3 separate regions of the Mus musculus genome follow, and all the other regions are linked to region 1. Evidence: chromatin contacts called from public Hi-C and HiChIP or PLAC-seq data. All regions are on one chromosome and are shown on one strand. Each heading gives the region's core, a stretch centred on a gene start, on an enhancer-like site or on the middle of the called end of the contact. The rest is flanking DNA. Distances are from core to core; before and after follow the strand shown. Region 1 overlaps Cpeb4 (cytoplasmic polyadenylation element binding protein 4). Region 2 has its middle 7.7 kb from the start of Gm35131. Region 3 holds the start of Bod1 (biorientation of chromosomes in cell division 1).

Evidence for each region. Hi-C and Micro-C count contacts between places; a contact is called where the count stands out from the background. HiChIP or PLAC-seq counts read pairs in DNA pulled down with a chosen protein or histone mark.
Region 2: a contact with region 1 is called in a Hi-C map of bone marrow-derived macrophages, with 32 read pairs. The contact joins two enhancer-like sites. A contact is called at or near these places in 3 of 484 Hi-C or Micro-C datasets (bone marrow-derived macrophages, liver and nephron progenitors) and 5 of 115 datasets of contacts at active chromatin or transcription factors (bone marrow-derived macrophages, embryonic stem cells and fetal liver).
Region 3: a contact with region 1 is called in an H3K4me3 HiChIP or PLAC-seq map of bone marrow-derived macrophages, with 5 times the contacts expected there. The contact joins the promoter of Bod1 here to the enhancer-like site in region 1. A contact is called at or near these places in 22 of 39 promoter capture datasets (3T3-L1-derived adipocytes, the C10 cell line, the HPC-7 cell line and 15 more), 1 of 15 datasets of contacts at CTCF or cohesin (the NIH/3T3 cell line), 6 of 484 Hi-C or Micro-C datasets (bone marrow-derived macrophages, brain, cortical neurons and 2 more), 23 of 115 datasets of contacts at active chromatin or transcription factors (T-cell acute lymphoblastic leukemia, bone marrow-derived macrophages, cardiomyocytes and 14 more) and 3 of 9 other capture datasets (adipose tissue, liver and pancreatic islet).

Annotation. Positions count from the first base shown.
Region 1 is chr11:31,898,536-31,903,462 of GRCm38.p6, forward strand. All of the region lies in intron 2 of Cpeb4 (cytoplasmic polyadenylation element binding protein 4), which reads left to right. Among named protein-coding and RNA genes, the nearest start is that of Cpeb4, 30 kb to the left of the region's middle. Within about 2 kb of position 2,441, at least 61 of the 459 cell types and tissues checked have an H3K27ac peak or open chromatin away from gene starts, as enhancers often do. A contact at or near this core is called in the HPC-7 cell line, adipose tissue, bone marrow-derived macrophages and 4 more, where this site is marked.
Region 2 is chr11:31,732,447-31,737,123 of GRCm38.p6, forward strand. No RefSeq gene overlaps it. Among named protein-coding and RNA genes, the nearest start is that of Gm35131, 7.7 kb to the left of the region's middle. Within about 2 kb of position 2,270, at least 72 of the 459 cell types and tissues checked have an H3K27ac peak or open chromatin away from gene starts, as enhancers often do. A contact at or near this core is called in bone marrow-derived macrophages, where this site is marked.
Region 3 is chr11:31,669,429-31,674,201 of GRCm38.p6, forward strand. Bod1 (biorientation of chromosomes in cell division 1) reads right to left here and starts at 2,434. Exons shown (of 4, transcript NM_001024919.1): 1 at 2,073-2,434. The coding sequence starts at 2,273.

The DNA.
Region 1 (4,927 bases), core at 1,191-3,690:
AAATTAGCAATAGAGTGTAAATCTTTGTTCTAAAGAATAGTCCTGACTAATAGAAACTATAAATAACTCAAAAATCTAAAAATATCTACTAGCTATAAAATTATGAATAATAAATGTCTGGCATGATTGAGTAAATAGACATGTGTAAGTCAGCTGATCTCACCCTGATGACCAGAAGCTGTTCACTTAGTGGTTCTCAACCTTCCTGGTGCTGTGACCTTTTAATACACTTCCTCATGTTGTGGTAACTTCCCAGCCATAAAATTATTTTGTTGCTACTTCCTAACTGTAATTTTGGTACTGTTATAAATCATAATGTGAATATCTGATATGCAATCCCTAAAGGGGTTGTGACCCTAGGTTGGGAACCAGTGGTCTAGAGGCAAAATCTTCACATAACTGATTTAACCCTAACAAGTTTTGGATTATATTCTTTCTGCAAGCTACTCAATACTAAACATTGTCAAGTCTACTAATGTAATATACAGATGGCTGATGATAATTTAAAGATTGATAAGTTCTACCCTTTCATTTATAAGTGAGGGAAATAAGATCTAGAGGAAAGCTATCAACACAAGGCCACATCACTGGTAATCAGAGAGCTAGGTCTGAACACAATGCCAAATGTGTTTCTTAATTATTTCTTAATATTTCAGGAAGTTTATTATAGGCTAACACAGGGGTTCTCAACCATTGCAAACACATAATTCTAATGGTGTTGGGAACTAAATACTGCTCAGAAGTGTTCCAGAGCATTAGAGTCCATGATGGTGGCAGGAGCAGCTAAGAGCTCATATCTCAAACAACAAGCAGGTGGTAGAAAGTACAGTGGGAGTGGCACAGGCTATTAAACCCTGCAGCCCAGTCCCACTGACATACCTCCTCTAACAAGGCCACAGCCTTGTTAACAAGGTCTTCTCAGCCTCCTTAAACAGCTCTGCCAGCTGGAGACCAAACATTCAAATGTCTAAGCCTATGGGAACATTTTCATGTAACTCACCACACTTTGCATATGCATGATTGTTTTCCAAAGTGTGTGGATACTGACATAATGCAGTTAAAATGCATTTATAGGTGTTACTGAGTTCTTACTGATACTTACTAAGGTTTTAGTTGTTTTGTTTTTATGTCCTGGTTGAGGTAGAGCTAGGTGTCTTTGTTATGTAGTGAAGCCACTATGAAATATTTTCCTTGTAATAGGTCTTAATATTTGTTAAAGATTATAAGATAGTTCTAGAGAACTTCTCTAATTGTTCTGCTTTATGCTTCTGCTGTTAGGATGTTCCCTAGGACCCCAAAGAACATAGTACTATAAAGGAAGAAGAAATAGAAGATGAGGAAAGGAGAATGGAAATGTATAAGTCACTTACCTTATATTGTCATCTCCAGCAAATAGCATTTTGGAGCTTCATTTCTATATTTGAAGCGTTATTTGTCATTTGAGACAATTCTAGAAGAATGGGGACAACTCTGATATGATGAGACATAGCCACGTGGCTTAGACGTCTCCTATGTTTGGCTCCTGCCTCTATTCCAGCTCCCAAGATTGTTCATATGCTGTGAGATCCCTTCCACTATGTGTTTCTGCTTTGAAGTTACGTGGTCACTATCTGTGGACAGTAGTGTTGATGTGTGTGTGTATGTCCAAGTGGGAGGATTCTGCTGGCACCATCTCTTTTTAATTCTCTGCTCTTTGGAGAATTGTCTCCAACCTAAATCCTTACAGAACTTTTTCTCTGAATTTTGTGATCTCTAGTTTATAATTAAAAACAGATAAAGCCCAGAAAGGTAAAACAACTTTACAAAGGTAAAGTTACTCAGTTTCCCAGTAAGGGGGAGAGGATCACTGAAAGGAGCATTGCCTCGTGCCTCATATTCAGTGGCTCAAGCATTTGTAGTGTAGCTGGAAAGAAGGAAACAAGCATAAGATGTAAGCAGTGTGGCTTTACATGCGTCCATGGAATAGGCATTAATGTTTCTTAGCTTCAGTTTAGGAATTCAATTTAAAATATGTATTATCATGATTCACGGTAATCTTCTATAGAAGGTGTGGTCCTCACACTGTCTGACTCCTTGTTACAGAATGGATACTGGTGTTCTAGCCACTGATTCTGATGCCTCAGGGCTGTCCTGGAGCCTATGTGGCCTGTTCCCTAGGTGACTCAGACCCACTGCTTCCCCTTCCCTTACTTGATGGTCTGTTTTTCTACTTTTCTTGCCATTAGTTACACCTTCCCCTCCTTTTTTTTTTTTTTTAACCAGCTATGGCTTCTTTAATTGGACAAAACAACCATGCCTGTTTTTTTTTTATTTAAACTTTTGTCATTAATCACTGGTATCATAACATCCTCTTAAGGCAAGCTACCCTGTTGCTGTGTCCTCTCACTGCAGCATCCAGAGTCAAGAAGGCTTCTGGTGAGGATAAAAATAGCCTTCCTGCTTGCTGGTTTGTTGTTAGCTTTCCTGGCAGTCGGAAATCTTTTGAATTCCTTAATTAGGTCAGCTCCTTGGTAGCTTCTCTGCAGACATTCCCTTATGCTTGGAACTCTTAGTTGCTTTAGACCTTGCAACTTTACAGCTGCCTTGAATTAGTTGGGTAGTCTTTCATTCTGTAAAAATATATTACATTGGCTTTTACAATCTTGCTTTCCACTGTCCTATTACAATTTAAAATTGGAATTTGAGGTTTTGGTACAAAAAGAAGGTGCCCTTTGTTTATATTAATACTCGGAACCTAAGTGAGTTTTGAGGTTTCCCTTTCCTGAAATCTTTCTGCTGCTGTGCTAGTTATGGTAAAAGTTGGGTGCTTGAGTTTTGCTTTCTCTTTTTTTCTCAGAAAAGACATACACCCCTGTTTGCAACCAAAGATACTAGTAAACATCTAATTCCCTGAAGCCAAAAGATTCCCTGGATTATTTTTGCCTTCTCCAAAATTCCAGTTTAGTACTTACTAGACAAAAGAAGCTGCCTGGCGTCCTTTCTTGTGAAGGTGGAAAATCATTGCTTATCTTTGCTTGTTGTTGGAACCGGGAAAGGAATTGCTGTTAATTGCTGAACTACTACTACACACTAGGGGTAGAGGGGTCTTATCACTCTACAGAGCTTATTTTAGGACTCTCTCACAATGCCTATAAATGGAAATAGGGATCTCTGTGTCCCTAATATTCAGCAATATGAAATAAATTACAAGACTGTGATTTTATCCTTTTTCCTGTATCTTCTAAGGCAAGAGACATCACCACCTGCGCCCCCCGCCACCACATTCATCCAGCAGCTAATTACTGAGTACTTTTCTGTGCCTGGGTTCTGGAATCTAAGAGTTTAAGTCTGTTTTCAAAGAGTTTGCTTCCATGGAGGAAGAGATAGCAAGTCTGACAGTTAGTTTTGATTGACAACACAACTAGAATCACTATGAAGAGAGGCTCAATGAGCCTCAATTTGGCCTGTGCAGGATTGTTACTTGAGTTAACTGAAATAGGAAGACTATATCCTGAATGATAACATTTTAATGGGCTGGGCCTTGAACCGAGTGAATAGGAGAGAATTAACTGAGCATTAGGAAGCCTGCTCTAGCTGCTCTTGACTATGGATGTACTTCAGGTTCTTGCTGCCTCGATTTCCCCACAATGATGGGTTGTAATTTAGAATTATGAGCAAAATAAAACCTTTCTTCCCTAAGTTCCTGCCTGGGGTATTTTATCGCAGCAACAGGAAATGAAGCTAAGACAATATGTATGAGACAATATGTAACCTTGTATGAGAAGTGCTACCATACAGAGTGAACCAGAGCATGGGTGCCATGAAATTGGGAAGACTTCCATAGGAAATAAGGCCAACGAGGAGCTGCCTATAGCAGCAGGGTAAGAGATGGTAGAGGGAATGGAGGTGGAGCTTGGGTGGTGAGACAATGGGACTCAGAGAGAGGAGGGCATTCCACAGGGGAAGTGGCCAGAAATAGAGGTGATGAGTTAGCAGGTCTGGATGTCTGGTGGATTTTGTAAGGGTAGGGAAATGGCTCTGTGAACAGATAGGAAAGAGCACAAGTGTAAGGATTTTTCCTGGCTCTCACATTAATGGCCACATCCATCTTAACTCTATGTATAAAATGTTTTAAATGGGTCTTTAGAAGGAGCAATAATCTATAGCTGGTATCAGTGCCAGTTCTTCCTTTGTGATTTTACATAGAAATGCTATAAACAGTTGGTTCTAGGACAGGTAGGTCATGAGACCAAGTAAGGTTATGGACTTTGATTGTTAAGCAGTTTTCTTATCATAAGGTACAGAGCATAGTAAGTACATTGCATTAGGTCATACTGACATTAGTTCAGCATTTGTGTAAATACAAAGTTGGTATCATAACCAGTGAATTTATAATGAGCCTTTAGCCTTTGCTATATGTTATCCAGGTATCCATAGCACCATCTTTCTACAAGTATCAGGTAGTGTTGATTAAAAACAAAATTATGTAAAGGCCATTTGTTACCTTGTGATAATCAGAATTTGTGATAGTATAGCTTTGACTTAGATGTGAACTAAATAAAATTATCACTCTCAGAGTTTTTCTTGAACAACTACTACAATGTATGTTCATATACAAACATATATGCATATGTGTATATGTATGGAAGTTAGGAAATTTTAGTGTGAGTCACTGAAACCCTTCTCCTTTTCTTTTGGAGTATCTAGGTTATTTAGCTTGAGCCAATTAAAAGAATAACTTAGAATGTCATGTTAATTGGGATTGTATAGAACCAACACAATACGTAGGATTGTATAGTTATGTTCTACACAGCAAAGCTGTTATTTCTTATAGAATTTGACTTGTACCATGTTACAAATTGACTATGAAGAATAGGTCATAGCATGATATCCAGTGGCACTGTAGAAATCTTGATAGTTTTCATTGTTTGTGTTTGAAGTATATGCT
Region 2 (4,677 bases), core at 1,020-3,519, 170 kb before region 1:
GGAGACACTGGGGCTCACAGCCCATGGGACGTCCTTCAGACTGTCACATGACTGGGAGGCAGGGAGCAGTGCTGTCAAACTTTGGTGAAGTGTCAGCCAGTAGCCACCACTCTGCCCACAGAGCCACTCTGGGTGCCCCGTGTCTGTGCATGGTGCCTCCCAGAACTTTCACACAGGCTACACTACTGGGAGGATATGTGCAGTGGCACATGTGGTCAATTCTCCCATGTAAAGAGGTGATAAACTCACAGAACTGGAAAGAGTATGGCCGTCAAGGTTATTGTGGTCAGGAAGTCCCAAAGCAAGGAGATAGGGGGGTGGGTGATTGGTTCCCTGTGGGGTACAGGAACAGAAGCCCCAGCACACATACAGGAGCATGAAGGAGGCATTGCACGCCCCATTATCAGTGGCTACGGAAGTGACCAGGGAGGGTCCCTCCCCAGCTCCCCAGCTGTTAGTCCCCAGGGACAGGGTGAAGGTGAACTTCTCCTTCAACCTCCTCTCCCCCGTCTTCTAGCTCCCCAGGTCCTTACCCCATCCCCACTCCTATGAGCCTTCAGGAAGTGACAGCACTCTGCTGGCAGCATGTGACATGGTTTAGTTTTCATTTCATCTACACATTCCTGCCCATGGTCAAAGGCACTAGCTTACCATGATGGACATGGTACGTTTTTTGGTTTTGGTTTTGTTTTTCAATGAGGAATTTAAATGACAAGCATGATGTCATCAACACTTCAGGGTGCTGTAATTGTGACAGCATTGCACATGACAATTGTAGGAAGCTGTTCAGGGTGGTGTGAGCTGCCTGTCCAGTCTGACCCCTCCCACACAGTTGTAGGAGAGCTTAGGAAGTCTCCCTGGAGGGGCAGCTGCCACTCTGTCCTGGAGACTGCCCTGTGTCCCCCACCCCCACCTCTCTTCTCTTTGCCCTGTAGAACCTCCTCCACAACCTCTACTGCTTCTATGCCTTGGAGCCAAGATCTGCCAGCTTATATTGGGCAGCAGGTGTCCTGTTGTCCCTCAGGGGTCTCCAGCTTCTGGACCAGGCTGTTGTGGGGATGCAATCCTGCAGCAGCAACCCCTTTGGGACTGGATCCTGAGTCCCCAGGGCTGCACATCCTCACTCTCTTCTTCATCTTCCACAGACCCCACCCTGGGGCAGGTGACTCAATCTGTCACCCCATCTTATTATGTGCCCCTTGAAGGTAAGGAGAGGGACATCCTGAGCTTTGCATCCTCAGAACCTGGTCCTGATCCAGAGAAGGCCCATCGTGGCATTCCATGAACAAGAATAGAAATAACGACAGCCCAGTTTACAGAACACCAGCTGTGTCGCGTGTCACATGATGATGTTAACTTTATGTTACCATCTCAGTAAAATTTCCCCATAGTATCAAGCATAAACGCACACACCAACCCTGTCACACCAACCCCGTCGTATCAACGGGGATGTTGACTAAGAGATCTCAAGTGTCAAGGAGCTACAGCATGTGACAGAACTGATACTTGTATAAAGGGGGCCGCCACACTACCTTCTCCAGAAACCACAGGGGATACACGTGGTGACCCCTTTTCCAACTCCACAGTAAGACAATCAAGGTGAGCATGCAGGCCCACTTTGCTGTTTCCTGATAGCTCTGCTGCAGGGGCACAGGCCCTGGCTTCCCAAGACTGCAAGCAGCCTTCCCTATTCAGACTTGCCAGGCAGTGCCCTGGCCCTGGGGTGGTTAGTCAGGTCTCCACCCCACCCCCACACTGTACAGGATTATGCTGCAGCCACCTTGCTCTGGGCCCAGCTGCCTAGCTTGTGTGCAAATTTGTGCTGATTTAATTAGCTTGTTTAGTCACCATTGCTGGTGGAAGCAGGAAGTAGCTACCAAATGACATTCTGCTCCCTGTGACTCTGTAATCGCTTTTGCAAGGGACATTATGTTAATATCGCACACAAGCAGGGAGGACGAGGCTGCCAGGCCCAGCCATATGTGCATCACAACCCCCCTGCTTTGTGATCCGGGTCATTGAGATCCTCAGCCTCTGCAAGCTGCAGCTGATGGGCAGAGGCCCTCTGGCAGCTGACCTGTCTGTCATTGGAACCTTATATCAGGGATGATAACAGTGGCATGGAGATTCATGCTAGAGTCTTGATACTTCTGAGACAGGAAAACCTTTGTCACTTGCTTAAGAAAATCAGCATCCTTGCCACAGTCTAAGTTCTGTTACTAGGCAATACCAGGGCACCAGCCTCAAGGGTGAGGCCTTTCTGTGTAAGCCTTCCAATCACCTGCTGCTCCTTGTTTAAAAGCTGTGGGAACTGAGGCTCCAGAGTGCAACCAGGGTGCTTAGGGCCACTCCCAAGACAGGAAGATCCCAGGTCTGGGACCCCTGTGGACCCAGCACTACAGCTGGAAAGCAGTTAGGGAGGGTATTATCATCCTCAGCCATCTCCCCAACACCGCAGCACCAAGCAAATCCAATCAATGTTGGCCCTTGGAGGTCTCCTTTAAATCAGGTTGCTAGGCCCTTCCCCAGAGCACCTGAGCGAGTGGGTCCATAGTAGGATCTGAGAGTTGGCATTTCCAATCAGTTCCCAAGCCAGGTGGTTGGTCCTAGAGGGCACCTTTGGGGAGCACCGACCCAGGTGGCCCTCATTCTCTGTCTCTTGGAGGCCCAAGATGGGCAATGGATGATTGCTACCCCAATCTACAGATGAGGCTCAGGCCAATTTATGTTTCTAAGAACTCCCAGCTGCCTAGCCTTGAAGAAGCCTCTGTCCCCAGCAGAAAGGTCACAAAGCGGAGAAGTCTGATCCAAGAGGCTGTGTGTCATAGGCCAGCTTACTTTCTGAGGTCTGGTTTGGGTCTCACTTGACAGTTGCTTCATGCTTCCTTGCAGGGCCACCAACTGAGCCCTAAACTCTGAGGGTTTGGATAGAGTGTACCACTGGGTGGGGCTCCTCTGCACAGGGTGATACGCGCACTCTGTGAGGAAGACGGAAACAATTGATCACCGATACTTCTCTTCCTTACTTGGCAGTTAAGGTCTACCAGGCTGGCCGGACTGACCCCTGTTTAACCTCTCTCTCTCTCTACATGTCCACCAGGTGTCCAGAAGAGGTAATTTCCAGGGTGTTTGCTCAGGCTGGGCCCAGGATACACTGTTCTCCCCATGTCTGTCAGTCTTCTTCCAAGAGGCCCCGCTAAAGCCACCCTGCTGAGACATGGGCAGGGCAGGCAGGTGAAACCCTTGTCCCCTGCTCACACTTTCAACAGCTTCCTTTCCTTGACCCTCTGAACAGACAGCCAATCATCCTTTAGGCTTGTGGAGATGGTGCAGGGTCCCAGTGACTTGTGTGCCTACCCCTGAGATGCAACCATTTTCTTCTTTCTCTTTCACCTCCTTCTCTCTCTGCCACAGACTGAAATCCTGAGCCCAAAGCAATCTTTCCCTCTAAATTATCTCAGGAATTATACTTGTTTGCTTTCTGTTACTTTGTCTCCCCCAAAAGCATGTTGGGGGAAGAAAGGATTTATTTTGTTTATACTTAGACATCATAGTCCATTATTGAGGGAACCCAAGGCAAGAACTCAAGCATAGAGGAAGGCTGCTCATTGGCTTTCTCTCTCTGCCTTGCTCCTCTACTTTTCTTATACTGTCCATGCCCATCTTCCTAGGGATGGCACTGCCCACAGTGGGCTGAGTCCTCCTATATCAGATAATAGCCATGAAAATGCCTCACAGAGATGCTTTCAAGCCAATCTGATGGAGGCACTTCCTCAATTGAGGTTCCCTTTTCCCAGGGGACTCCAGTTTGTGTCAAGCTGACAAAAATAACCAGTCCAGGCATTTTATCACATGGAGTGCTGACTAACAATGACTGACCAGCTGACTGGCTCATGAACAGGTTCTGGTCTCCTGATGAAGGCCACTGGCATTCCCTCTGACCTCTCTATACTAAGCTGTGTGTGTGCATGCAGATGTGTGTGTGTGTGTGTGTGTGTGTGTGTGTGTGTGTGTGTGTGTGTGTGTAGGTGGACACAGATTTGCTCCTGTTGCTGTATTGCCCATGATTTTGGCCTGCACCTCCCTCTCAGTATGCCTTGGTGGGTTTTATAGGTAGTAAGAATCACTCTGTTTTGTTCATGGAGAGACACTGAGCTCCAGGGTTTCCCAAACTTCTCCAGCCTGAGAACTATTTGGCTAAACCTGAAAACTTCTGTATTCTGCGGAAGGCTCCAGTTTTCCACGCCCAGATAACAAGCTGTCAACACTGTCAGCAGCCAAGGACACTGCATCTGGCTTTGCCACAATTTGCTTTATGAAGCAAGAGGGGTATCTTTGTCAAACAAAAATATAATTCTTATTCATATGCCAGCTCAATTGTTCCCAAGGTTACCCATTCCTGCCTTGTTGACTTTCCTGTCAGCCACACCCTTCTGAAGAGTGACCCATAGTCATGGTGCTGGGAGAGGCAGTGCTGGGCAGGACAAACACTCATCAGAAAATGGGCCCTCCCTTCCCTGCAGAGATGACCCCCACTTGCAGGTTCTATGCCTATGGCCAAGTGATGGTTAGCTTCACGTTACACCTCTGTGGGCGCCCCTCCCAGGGTCTGCTGAGGCCCTCATACAGCCTCTCACAGTTGGACCCTTGCAATTTCATGTTTTCTGTGTGATAGAT
Region 3 (4,773 bases), core at 1,184-3,683, 230 kb before region 1:
CATTCAGGAAACTGCTTTTCAGAGAAACACATCTTCTCCTTTAAACACACTCCCACCCAACCTCAGCGTTCACCTGCAGTACAGCGGCCATGAGGCAACAGCCAGCAGGGTGCCTGTCTTGTAGTGGCTGGGCACAGTGCAGGGCACTGCCTATATATGTCAATCTACTTAAAAAAAATTATTTATTATGTGTATTAAGTATAGAGTGTGTGTATGCCTGCAGGCCAGAAGAGGGCACCAGATCTCATTATGAGCTACCATGTGGTTGCTGGAAATTGAACTCAGGACCTCTGGAAGAACAGTCCTAACCTCTGAGCTCTTGCTCCAGCCCTTAAGCCAATCTACTTCTAAAGAAACTCCACGAGCGGAAACCCTATTAGTACTATGCTGCCCTCATTTTTTTACATTAGACTTTCAGGCTTAAAAGAGGAAACAAAGGTGCCCTCTATCTCCATGTGGCCAAGGACAGATGCAAGCTGCTTCTGGAAGGAACAGGGTTTGAGGCCGAGCACTGACTTCTTACAAGTCACCTGATTTCTGAGTGTCAGTAATTTCCATCCCTAAAATGCAAACACTCCTGTCTGCTTGACTCACAGTGACTGTTCATGGCAGTATACCAAGGAAAGGCCCCTCCAAATGAAACAGCCACCCAAGCCTCAGCAAGAGTCCCTACAGCTACAACCAAGGGAGTTCTGTGAAGCGTTTCCAGGAAAGCTGTGACCCTCAAAGGAGCCTGAGGCACTTAGTCTAAATCCTCTTCCTCAGAGCTTAAGAACAAGACTAGGAAACTACCTCGTGAGTACAAGGAATGTTCTGAGCCCCTGACCTTCTCTCCAACTGGAGGCAGATAGTACCTCTTCACCCGATCCTTGGTGAATGGCATGTCAGTGTCTGCATGGCTCTGGTCGCTCTACGAGAACATGGAAGCAGGAAGGATGGCCTACCTGTGCAGATTGTGGCCTAAGACATGTCTATGTAGGGAAGACCTTACCGCACATCAAAGCCGTAGGACAGGCCCCAGCAGCCTGTAGCTGACAGCTGAGCCCCAGCTAAGGCCTACTAGACCAGCTTGCTTGGTGACTCACAGCCCTGACAGCATGAGGAGCAACCACTACCCTGGGGAGCCCTCTCAGTCAGCAAAGAGGCTCCTAGCTCCACACCTTAATCTTGGCAAGCAAGTTTTGTAATGGGAAAGGAAATGTTCTGGCTACTATATACCTGCCCCGTGACACACATTCCAAAGTTTCCAAATGAGGTGAATTAGCATTTTGTTTAACGGTAGACTGGCCTTTGGCACTGGATCTAACATAGCCATTAACTCCATTTCAATTAGTTAAATGGAAAAAAAGAAGGTGCTGATTCGACAGCTTATCCCAATTTGACCTCAAACAAGTCTGCAAATGATTCAGCTGGGGAAAGGGACTATTAACGTGCAGTCCCATCCAGCCAGTGCTAAAAATCACCTCCCAGGTGAACAAGGGAACGGGTGGAGCTTCTAAAGTACTCTACCTTTCCCATGGGTTGTAAAACACAAGTTTCTTGGGTATGGAGTGGGTATACGTGTGCAGCCATTAAAGAATCCTCAAGTTCAGAAAAGCGAAAGAACTATAAATAAATAAATAAATGAATAGATAGATAGATAGATAGATAGATAGATAGATAGATAGATAGATTGATTGATTGATTGATTTAAAAATCACAGCTGGTAAGGGCTCCAGTGTCGGGTGTGCACCACTCAGAAGATAGATAGATAGATAGATAGATAGATAGATAGATAGATAGATAGATAGATAGATAGATAGATAGATAGATAGATAGATAGATAGATAGATAGATAGATAGATAGATAGATAGATAGATAGATAGATAGATAGATTGATTGATTGATTGATTTAAAAATCACAGCTGGTAAGGGCTCCGGTGTCGGGTGTGCACCACTCAGAAGATACCGGTAGTGCCCCGAGCAGCGCGTCCCTGCCAGGCTCTCGAGGTGCCTTTTGTTTTACTCCGGGCTCTGGCACGTCAAAGCAACTGGATGGTCCGCCCCCCTTGGTCCCCCGAGGCTCAGGTACCTTAGTGTCCACGTCGGCCAGGCAGTCCCGGCGGAAGCTGTCAAACAGCCCACGGCTCTTGAGCTGCTCCACTATGAGAGCGATGAGCTGCGGGTCTCCCGGAGGCAGCGAAGCGGGATTGACAGGGCCGCCGGCCCCACTCGAGCCCCCGGACGGTCCCGAAGCCTGGCCCGCCGCGCCTGCTCCCGCACCGTCCGCCATGGCCGCACCCCGCGCCCGCGCCGGGCCCCGCGCTCCGCTGCTCCTCCGGGAGCCGCGGGCAGAGCTGCGCAGACACGGAGGGGCCCACGGAGGCGGCGGCGACGGAGGCGGCAGGGTGGGAGGCGGCGGGGACCAAGGCGCTCCCCGCTCGCCGCGCTGCCGGCGCTCGTCTAATGGCGTCACCGACGGCCTTTGCATTGTGGGACGGTTGGTTTCCTGGAGCCATCACCTATGTTCTTATAGCCCGTGTCTGGCCGTTAGAAACTACAACTCCCGGCAGGCTGTTGGCTCGCTCGCGCTAGTTTGCGGGACAGCTTGGGCATTGTAGGCTCAGAACCTACCCAGTCACGGCAGCCCTCCCAAATCAGACCTCCGGGTCACCTGCAGAACTGATTAAAAGATTACGAGTGTATCCTTTAACGACTGTGATTCAGCAGCTCTGTATTTATGCCTGGCAGCCTGTGCTTTTGACAGTCGCTCCATTCCCACGATCCCCTTAAATAATGTGATCTGGGAGATTTGGTTAACAATGGGTTAATCTTATTGTTTTGACAAAATTAATTTTTACTTTTTGTGTGGCAGGGAGGGGCGGTGGAGCGTGCGACAGCACATATGTGGAGGTCAGAGGACTACTTGGGACACACTGGTCTCTCCTGTGATGTAAGTGGTGGGATCGAACACGTATCCTCCAGCTCAGTGGCAAGTGCCTATACCCTCTCAAGCTCTCTAACCTGCCTACTAATCAAACTTCTGTTCAAAAGTTTGTACCCTTCTGCCTGATTAATAGCAATGCAGATTCATTTTACGAACTCGTAAAATAACAAGAAGAAAATAAAAACTGCTGTTAAGTCTTTTTTGCATGTGTGGATTTTCGCCTTAGCATTAAATATTGTCAGCATTACTAATAGTAGATCCAGTAAGTAGAATGAATTAGATGTAATAGTGCTGCACTCTTTAAATACGTTCACAACTACCTGAAAGCTGGCACTACTATTTCTTTGTGCAGATGCAGAAATAGAAGAACAGAAATAATTACCGTGGTCATATATATACCTAGATGAAGTATAGTAGGTGCTGTGGTCCAGTGTTTAACCTAACATATCCACGGTCCTGATAGCTAGCTGTCATTTTACAACAAGTAAAATACCCTAGCTTTTACACCCACAAGTCTGCACTGAATTCCCCACTGTTGCCCCTATTAGAAAAAAAAGTTTGGATTGCTAAGAGAGACCATCATTTCAGCTAAGTGTCTGGATGAGGCAAACTTTACTTGATCAAGAGGCTTGCTGGGGCAGGAAAGGGCAGGGGAGGGAACACACCTAGACAGGAAGTGCATTTGGTTTTTATTCTGAGGAAGGTGAATCCTGTCTTTTCTCAGTTGGCTAGGGTCCAACATAACAATCTTACTCAGTTATCTGAAAAGAATTTGTGCATAAGAAGTAGAGGAGGAAGGGGAAAGAGGTCACTGCACCAAGGAGAAAAGGCCATCAAATTCCTTTGTGTAAATAAAAAATGTCCACGGGATTCTAACATTTGCAGGTCTTACAAAGTGAGGGAGGAAAAAAAAACTTAATTTCTTCTTCTAAACACAAATTTTATATATTTTATAGGAGAGATCATATTTGATTTTTTTTTTCAAGACAGGGTTTCTCTGTTTAACTACCCTGGCAGTCTTAGAACTCGCTTTGTAGACTAGGCTGGTCTTGAACTCACAGAGATCCGCCTGCTTCTGCCTCCCAAGTGCTGGGCTAAAAGGTGTGTGCCACCATGCCTGGACAGTTTTGATTTCTTAGGTGCTTCTGTCCTCTTTGTTTCTTGGCTGATCATCAACTCATCAACTTCCCCAGCTCTCAGAACTACATCTGCTGTGGTTCCTCCTCGTCACCCATGACAACTGAAAAAGATGTGGATAACATTTACAGTGCCCTTGGCTCCGGGGAAGATGCACAGTAGGCAGTGATCCAAGATGCTCTCACCCAACATTTGCTACCCAAGAGAACTGAAATTAGAGCACAAAACAAGTAGCCACTCTCAGTTCATACTTCTTAGCAACAGCTCAGCCAGTCGCAAGGTTAAGCTGATCACAATGTGTCATGACAGCTTGCAACCCTTTGGGACATCTCAAGTCTGTTTCTACTACTGACCCATGCTGACCTCTCATGTCTGGCTCTGAGGGAGTCCTATTAGAGAGTTCAACCCTGGCCCCTCCTGGAGGGAGGGCTGGAGGCAGGGTGCCCTTCTTATAGGTTGCATTTTAGGCACACCATATCTTATTCTTTCCTCACAAAATCTTTTTTTGGTCCCCGGTCTAATTTTGTCTATTGTTGAGCTAAGTTCTTAAAGCAATTGTTGTAACTGGAAGTGAATAATTTATAGGCTGATTGGCCATCTGCACCCCGATGCCCCCAACCACACCCAGAGTATAATCTTCAAAGTAGAAACCACAACTGTTTGTTTTGACTTTGGTGCTTAGCACAATACTTGGCTAAAAGTCCCTGTC